Regions from separate parts of the Larimichthys crocea genome. Here region 1 is linked to region 2. Evidence: chromatin contacts called from public Hi-C data. All regions are on one chromosome and are shown on one strand. The core of a region is the stretch at or near the end of the contact, and the rest is flanking DNA. Distances in the headings are between cores, read along the strand shown.

The links. A called contact is a pair of places that touch in the nucleus more often than the background predicts.
Region 1: a Hi-C map of muscle shows a contact between it and region 2, with 9 times the contacts expected there. The contact joins the promoter of LOC104932606 here to the promoter of LOC104929666 in region 2. A contact is called at or near these places in 3 of 7 Hi-C or Micro-C datasets (all in muscle).

The regions. Positions count from the first base shown.
Region 1 is chrXII:16,736,122-16,740,787 of L_crocea_2.0, reverse strand. It overlaps LOC104932606 (integrin alpha-6), which reads left to right and starts at 2,938. Exons shown (of 26, transcript XM_027285304.1): 1 at 2,938-3,222. The coding sequence starts at 3,044.
Region 2 is chrXII:16,129,721-16,134,129 of L_crocea_2.0, reverse strand. LOC104929666 (relaxin-3 receptor 1) reads right to left here and starts at 2,766. Exons shown (of 3, transcript XM_010744247.3): 1 at 1,642-2,766; 2 at 999-1,442; 3 at 1-912. The coding sequence starts at 1,848. The coding sequence ends at 301.

The DNA of each region.
Region 1 (4,666 bases), core at 1,689-4,188, 610 kb before region 2:
TCCTTGGCATGAAAGCAAATGTGTGTATTTCCCTAACTATTCCTTTAAGGCATGTTACTATGCACTGTGTACATTCAAACCCAAGCAGCCGACTGTTATCTGAACCCTGTCTGCCCTCTGTTTTTGTTGATTGTGAATTTTCAGCTGACAAATATTTCACACATTTCTCTGATCTGAATGAGAATCAGCCATAATATCAGCCTGAGATAATCTGCTGTCAACACATTAACAGGCTCACATAATCAATAGTGGTCAAGAAGAGTGAAAGTATCTCGGATAGTGTGTGAGTTCAACATGATTGTGAAACTGATTGTGCATGAGTGTGTCTTTATCTGTATCCCGAGGCTACGTGTTTCTACAGTGTCATAAAGACACACACACACCCACACACCCTTCCACTCAACTACTGCGCCACACCCTCAGATGTGTGTGTGTGTGTGTGTGTGTGTGTGCTTGTTCTCCCTTAGTGTACCTGGAGCTTCAGCAAATACAGGGCTGTGGCTCGGGCGAGTCTAGGCGTTGAATCTTTGACGTGTGTGTGTGTGTGTCAGAGAACATTGCTTTTACTGTCATTCCTCTACCTTAGCACCCAAGGCGAGTTTTTTCCTCCTCTGCTGTCGCAATACTGAATATGTTTTTCACTGCGCCCATACACATGACTCAGCTTTTAGCTCTGCGTACAGATAACTGCAGTGTGTATGCACATATAACAGGATTGTTAATTTGAAGTTTCCTGTTCAAGATTGAGTAAAATAATTAAAATGGTTGACTCTTTAAAAAAAGAAGTAGCTGATGATTATAGATTTGAGCTATTTCGTCTCTGACTCAGAGTTAATCAGCAATGATTCATTAATAAAGTGATCAGGAAACCAATTCAGAGATATGTATCTTATCAGGTGGTGATTCATTTAACAATCTACTCTTACGTATGTTATCAATATTTATTATTTCTCTGTTTATTCAGAGCTGGGAACTGGTTGTTTACTTTTTCATTATTCACAGTTAATTCCTGTCGTTTGCCTTTATCCTTACGTGTCACTCTTAAATCATCACTAGATGTCAATAAATCTATGCCCAACTGTAGCTGCGGTGCGCCTTTCAGCCTGTTTATGTGTAGACAAGATGTGTGACCTTTATTTCCCAGGAGGGTATTAGAAGAGAAGAGGAACAGGAGAGGGGGATAATGTGGTTGATAGCCTGTGGTATGTGAGATGTTGAGGTTAGAAAATAACAACAAATTTTTGGCTGGAAATAAACCCAGCAGTAGCCATGGAGGGATGAATGAGAGCTGGTGAGGCTCAAAAAGGTGAAGAAAGAGGAAGTGTCATATGTCTGTATGTATGTATGTTAATTAACTGTCCTCCTGTTGTCACTGTGTCAACGTGCTATCCACTGGAAGTTTATCGTGAAAGAACTCCAAGGGCAACTGGACTTAACTCACCTCACTTTGCACGCTGCTTATCAGCGATAAGGCCAATACCTGTTGCTGACCTTCTGCAGACAACTCCACAAATCACTGGTGACCGTGCAGCTGGCTGATACTCTTACCTGGAATGGGAACAACATGGTCACGTGATTTTTGAAAGGGATTCCTTGACTTTGAAGAAGGGAGATTTTTATAAGATAGAGGAATATTACCAAGACATCTGCCAGACATGTGACTGAGCCGGACAAAAAGAAGGTTTTGAAACTCTAATTCACTAATTGCTCTGCTATGAAAAATCTGTACACATCAAATTCACTTTATTTTGTCATCTGTTCATTAAAAAAAAAATCTAATAGAGAAATATCAAGAGTAAACTTGTCCAGCTTCAAGTCTTAAGTAGATAACAGACCTGTATAGAAGCCACATTCTTCCCTTGCCCTTTTCCCTTTCTCCACTCCCCTCTTCCACCATTATTTGTGCCTTTTATACTGTATGTGGGCAGTTTCTTTCTCCCTCTCCCTTTCTGTCTGCCTTCTTTCTTAATGTGCAGACAATGCCTGCGTTGTCTGCTGAAATGCTGTGTCGCGAGGACAGGCTTTGGGTCAGCGTCTCATGGAATGCCTTGAAAAACCTTGTACTGAAGGAGTGGGTTAATGTGCTCGTCTGTGCCCTGTCTGGTCTCTGGGCTCCTTCTGTGACTCATCTAATGAGTCATTATAGAAGACACAGGCCCTGTAGTGATAACATGTAATGATCTGAGGGCATTGTAAGTCTAAATTCTGACTAATTTCAAGCTTTGGGGTTTCTGAGCTGTGGTTTGTAGAGGCCTGCTACTGTATTGCAAACACACCCGTTGCTGAATAGCTCTTTCTGTTCTATTCTTTTGGTTCAAAACCATGTCTTATCTCAGTCTCAGTATTTGTTTCTCTGTTTCTGTCTGCCTCTCCCAGTCTTTGTATTGCTATTGTTGATTGTTGAGTGAACTGATCATCCCACACCCAAAAGTAATATTTGTATTTCTGGCAAAATTACTGTATCGACTAACAACTGTGCCATGAGGATACTTTCTCTTCTTTCTCCCAGCCTACTATCTTCCCCTGGTTAACAGTAAACACAATTTACCGTCAGTGTGCAGATTGCACTATCGTGTCACTGGGCTTTTTTTTATGCCAATATTTTCCCTCTTAGGAACTAAGGATATGTTTTGTTTATGCCTGTTTCCAAGGCAGTTTAGCTGAAGTCTTTATTATAGTGTTTTACTGTCAGAAGCTGCCAGTGCAGCCCAAAGCACCATCTTATTGCTGCAAATGTGTTTCAACAAAGCCTCAGGCGTCACTAATCTGCTTGGATTAAAGAATTGATCTGCTGCACACCAACAAAAAGACTAACAAGGCATTGATCTGTTCCGGTTACAATATAGGTTTTAGATTTTTCAAGCAATTTGAGGTGTGCTTGTGCCAGGAGAGTCCATGTGGGAGGGGCAGCTCCAAGTAAAGTGGACAGCAGTCAACACCCCCCCCAGCAGTTAGTTGCACTCTGCACCTCCTTCAGTGAGGACTCACCTTACACCAGCTCAAAGGGAGTTTTGTATTTTTGTATTATTATTGTTATTATCCCATGGAGGGCAGGATCACCTGTGGACTGTGGCCTGTGGTCGTCTTTCTCTTGGGATGTGGGCGACTGTCCGCTTTCAATCTGGACACCGAGAATGCTCTGCGGAAGAACGGGGATCCAGGCAGCCTCTTCGGCTTCTCTCTCGCCATGCACCGGCAGCTCGATCCGGTGGATAAAAGAATGTAAGAGCCACACTTTCTTTTCTTTTCTCTTCTTTTCTTTCCTTTCCTTTTCTTTTCTTTTCTTTTCTTTTCTTTTCTTTTCTTTTCTTTTCTTTCCTTTTCTTTTCTTTTCTTTAACGTTTGGACTCTTTATGCCTCGGAAACTCGCTATACATTTAAAATAACTTCTGTAACCATGCAATTAAAATGTCACAACAGTGCAGACGGCTGTAAGTTTAATTAGGACTGTAGGAGCTGCTGCAGGTCCTTCGTAAAGCTGCTTTTAGAAATACAGACACCATGTAAGTTAACGCAGAAATGTCACTATAGAGCTTAAAGCTACGCGGTCATTTGAGCTCAGGTATGTCCGCATGTAGTTTCACACCAGTAGGCTCCAAGTTTCTCATTAATCTCAGCAAAACATTTTGTTTAGTTCCTTAAAGGTCTGTCCCGAGCCTTATCCACCTGCTGTAAGTGAAACCACAGGCCTGCTGCTTGTTAACCTTTGTTCAGTCTTTCCTTCCAGGTTACTTATTTGTGAGTTTTTATTGGATCTCCACGCCAGATTCCTGTTCACGTGCACTCAAAGCCGCGTGCCCACATTTTTTGGCTGACTATATCCCAAAGTTTTAATTTTTAATTTTTTTTATTTTTTTTAGGTGAGACCAAGCCATTGCTGTTAGGAGCAAAACATCTCATTGAATCATTGTTGGCATTTTTATGGGCACTGATTCAGAGGGATTTGTCACTGTGCATAAAGGCTAACTGCCATCAAGTGGTCACTGGTTTGAATAGCCTGAATATTAACTGAGCTGAGACCAGAGCAGTCTTTAATCTGGTGATCTGTTTTAGAACGGCTCAACCAGAAATGTTTGTGAATAAGAGATTTAAAATGGTTTTGTTGGTTCATATTCAGTGGTGTAGGGAGTATTCACATCCTTTAAAGGTTTAAAGGTGTGTAACATTTACCAGGCTCTATCTACAATATAGCAGTGATGTAATATGCAGTAATATTCATAAATATGTTGTTTTTAGTGTATAATCACCTTAAAATAATAATCGTTATGTTTTTGTTACGTTAGACTTACTAACTTACGTTAGCCTTTTATATCTACAGAGAGAGCGGGTCCTCTTCCACAGAGTCCGCCATGTTGAACCACCGTGTTTTTACAGTAGCCCAAAATGGACAAACTAAACACTGACTCTAGCCCGGACCTTTTGCAGTCATCTCCATCATGCTAGGACAGAGAGGGTGAATCAAGGAGGTTGCAATCAGCAACTACACCTCTAGAAGTGACTAAATTCTACACTGTGGTCCTTTAAAGGTAGCAATGCCACAGCGCAAAAATAGTTATATGGATATATATCTTGCATTGACAGTGTAACATAAGTAAAAAGCAAGTAACAATTAAAATCAAACTATTAAAGTTAAAGGCCCTCAATGCAGAAAAGGTATCGTCTGTTA
Region 2 (4,409 bases), core at 1,517-4,016:
AAAACCAACCAACTCTAGGAAGTTACTACTCAGATCCAAGAAATTATCCCATACATAACCCCTTGTTATTTTTTACAACTGCTAATTGGGAGCTTTACATGTGATCGTAGGCAGATTGAATTATGTTTAGACATAACCATGACCAGCTGTTTACCCCTGCTTATAGTTGTTGTGCTGAGCCAAGCTAACCTGGCTGCAGCATATTACATCCAAACTTGAGAGTGCTCTCATCAAACTCTTGGCAAAAAAGCAAATAACTGCATTTCCCAAAATGTCAAACTTTTCCATTTACAGAGTAAATTACATATTGATGTCTTTGTGTATCATGACCAGGCTGGGTGGTGCTTCCTCCACTCTTCTCCCTCTCAGAGCCAGAGTAAGAACATTTCGGACGGAGTGAGACACTCTCAGCAGAAGCGCCTTCAGTCCAGCTCTGTACTCTTTTCGGATCAGGCAGTAAAGCACCGGGTTGAGACAGCTGTTTGCATGAGCTAAACACACAGTCAGGGGGAAGGCGTAGGCCTGGGCGTTGTAGAAGGCTTTGCTGAAGGGCACCAAGTCAAATTTGATTAGCACCCCCCAAAGGGTCAGAGCCTGGTTGGGCAGCCAGCAGATGAAAAAGGACAGAACCACGATGGTGACGGAGCGGGTGACTTTGGAGCGTCGGCGGTGGCGTCCTCTCTCAGACTCTGACCTCTCTGTGACATTTGCGCTGACCATGCTGCCTACGATCCGCCGGCTCAGGATGAACCTCAGGAGGAGGAGGTAGCACACAGAGATGACAATCAGTGGAACTACAAATCCCAGGAGGACTTTCTGTGTTTGATAGAGTCCAAGCAGGACTTGAGGATCCCAGTGGTCTGAATCAGAGTCAGAGAACCGCACTAAGCACAGCTCGTCATCTGCAGACACCTGTAAACACAACAACAACTGCATAAGAAGTGTGTACTGTAAGCAAATGAAAGCAGGGATGGTAGTTCAGTCTCGGTTCAACAAACCTGGACTGTGGTGGAGTAGAAAGCATGAGGCAGTGTAGCCACAAGTGACACCACCCAGATGGCTAAACTGGCCCATTTGGCACGAGTAGTGTCGTTTCTAGGGCAGTCCATCTTCAAAGAGGTGACCAGGGAGCGGTAGCGGGTCACACTCATGGCGGTGAGGAAGAAGACGCTGGCGTACATGTTCAGGGTGGTGACAGAGCTCACAATCTTGCACATGACCCGGCCAAAGGGCCAACGAAAGTCCAGCACCGTGTCCACAGCCCAGAAGGGCAAGGTGAGCACAAACTGGAGGTCTGTCAGCGCCAGGCTCATCACAAAGCAGTCGATGGAAGAGTGGTGGTGGCCTCTGCGGCGGGAGTGGAGCAGGAAGAGCGCCAGGAGGTTACCCACAAGCCCCAGAACACACACCACCAGGTACACCGTGGCAATGAGAACTCGCACCTGTCAAACACATGCAACAACATTTAAATCTTCATCTTGGAGCTGCCAGATGGTCACAAAAGTACACACATGGAAAACTGAAGTGAGAACACCTCCAGACACTTTATTTCACCACATGCTGATGAGAATGACATTTATTCATTTTATCCATCTGGATTTGTTTTTTTTTTTTTTTTTTTAATCCTTAAATAAACCTTACTGCCAGATTTGCGCTGTCTCCATGCAGATCCAATGAGGACTCCTTGGAGAGGATGTGAAGCCAGCAGTTCAATGAAAGATTAAACGCAGCGAGGTTGGAAGCTGCCTCTGTGGGGCTGACAAGTTTAAAGATTTCATGTTCATCCTCCTCTCCTCCGCACACGCTCAAAGCGGTTAATGATCCAGAGGAGGTGCTGTTACTCTGCATGACTGCAGAGGGTGAAGAAAAGGCGACTTTCTTTATATTTAAAAAAAAAACAACTTCCCAGTGTTTCACCTCCTTTTTTTAGGCTAACTTCCAGAGTGCTGGTGCGCAGATTTGGATGCAAAAATCCCCATCGTCCTCGTCCTGTGTGTAGTCTTGTTCAAAGTCTCTGCGGGAGGTCCGGAGTTGCGTAAATCATCCGAGTATTTGTAAACTTAAACGCGTCTCTGCTCGCATGTTACTGCTTTTATAAGCGGAAAGAAATATGTAAAGAACAATAAAAAGGTGATTAATCCATGTCAGTTTACTTAGGAGCGTCCATGCTGAAGTATGTAGTAATGCAGCCGCCTCTTCTTTCGGTGATGCTGACAGCATCCTCATACGGGAGGCTTTTATACTCGCTCACACTCTCCTCCACCTCTCGATGGCGCGCTGCCGGGCCAAGCGCACATGCACTACAGGCTTAGTACGAGCAGATAAAGGACATGAATGAAGCTTCAGTGACTAAAGTTCTGATTTTCAACTTCCTATTTTCCATTAAAAGATACAATCAGCTGTTTTTTAAAGGTTTTATTTATCTGCCATAAACATGTGTAAGAGGGAAAGGCTAGTCACTCACATGCTTCACACTGCAATCCAGTGTCTATGTGTATTAAAGCTGTAATTTGTGCTTTGTGCATGGTGAGAAATGTCAGAGGTATCTTGGAAGAGTGCTTCTGTAAAAAGCTTAAATAGATGAAGTAAAGACAAAAAGGGCCTTGTGAGATATTTGATCCCAGTTCTTTTCTTTATTAAACCCACCTGTACACAAAAGATAGAAATAGTAGGAACTGGAAAAATATCTTAAAAGGATGTTGCTATGCCTGGAATTCACAACCCCCACCCCAAGCAGCATTTTTGTCCAGATTTTTTCCTTCAACACATTCAATCAATCTTTCATTGAAACATTGAAGTCTGTTGATAAAAAAAAAAAACTCAGACAGTTCATAAACAAGTCCCTGGAAATAGATTTTAAACATTGGTTAATTATTTACACCTGATTTAGACTAATCTAACAGTGCCGACTTTAAGACATGCTTAAACATACTGAGATTTTGTGCTTATTATGTTGTATGGTAGGAAGTGTCTTTGGTGAATGGATTGTTGGGCCTCAGTAAACATGTATTTCTCCCTTAGTTCATTTAAAACCAACTAATACAGGATTTGTTTGCTACAAGCCTTTTTGAAAAAAATGATTGTTGTATTTATTTTTCTCTTTGATGGAGCCAGCTAATCACAGGCTCTGATGTCAGGTCCAAATATCACCTTTAATATTCCTGCGTGTGATATGAGGGTAAATTATACATGATGGTATTTTCAGAAAGGTTTCCTTAGCCTACAAGGGTTTGTTCACATGCATCTGAAATGATGCACATCAGAGGAATGATAAATTAGATTTCAAACAGCTTTCACTCTTTGTGAAGGAGCCAGAGAGAGCGAGAGAGAGAGAGATGAGTGTGTTGTTTTTGATTTGCATTTCTTATAGGTCACTGTTGGTATTCACACAATGCATCAATATGGACACCGTGTACATTAGAGAGAAAATAAGGTGGGAGGTGCAGGTTAGAAAAGGGAAAATTCAGTCAAAGTAATTTTCTAAAGCTGTTTCAACAGTCTGGACTGGACTTGCTTGGACACGTCTGACCTATCAAACAATTTGCACAAATCTTTCACTTTCATTTATGGTTTGCTGAATTTGTCCAACCGTAGACAGCCTGGCATCTTGTCTTATCAGTAAACTGCAACACCTCACCAATTTATTTCAAGTGACATTATAAGTGACCCTCTTCTCTGATTTAAAGTCCGGTCGAGGCACATCATTGTCATCTTTCTTTGTCTGCTTTCATAAGCAGTGAGGAACAACTTCAAATGAAAGCAACAGTAATTTGTTGACAGTTTCCTTTCCCCCCTTTAATGTTTAACCAATATTGAGATGGATGGAGATGCAGATACGGCTGCAGGCTGACCCTGAAGTTCTCTGTGAAGCCGCTCATTTGCATTCTGTCAAAGCTTTCCAAGACACTTGAGCATGTCTAATTTCATTTTTCATACGTGTGTCTTTGTTTTTTTCGCAGCACTTAGAAAACAAAAGTGATCACTGAGGAGATATTGACATTGATGATGTCACAGCAGCCTGCCGACAAAGTGATTGGAATTCACATCTTGAAGGGTCTGTCTGTAATGCATGCAATATAGCAGAGGTGAAGTAAAGCTCTTCACAAGCAATGTTCTTATTAGTAATTCAGGTGTGCGCAAACAAAATATTAAGAAAGAACTTCATTCAGAAAAGGGAAATTAAAAAAACGATTATATATTCTCTCTCTTGTTAGTAAAACCTTGACCATTACATCCACCCAAGGGCACCATTGAAAAGGTATAATAATCATTTGTATAAAGATATGTGTCTCACTGTTTTTCTTTTCATTAAGGCAGAAGAAGGCAAGGAGAATGTGTAAGTGCTTCGGCTCCTGATTGCAAAATTTAAAAAGATTTTGACCAAAAGTTCATGAAACCACAAATGGGAC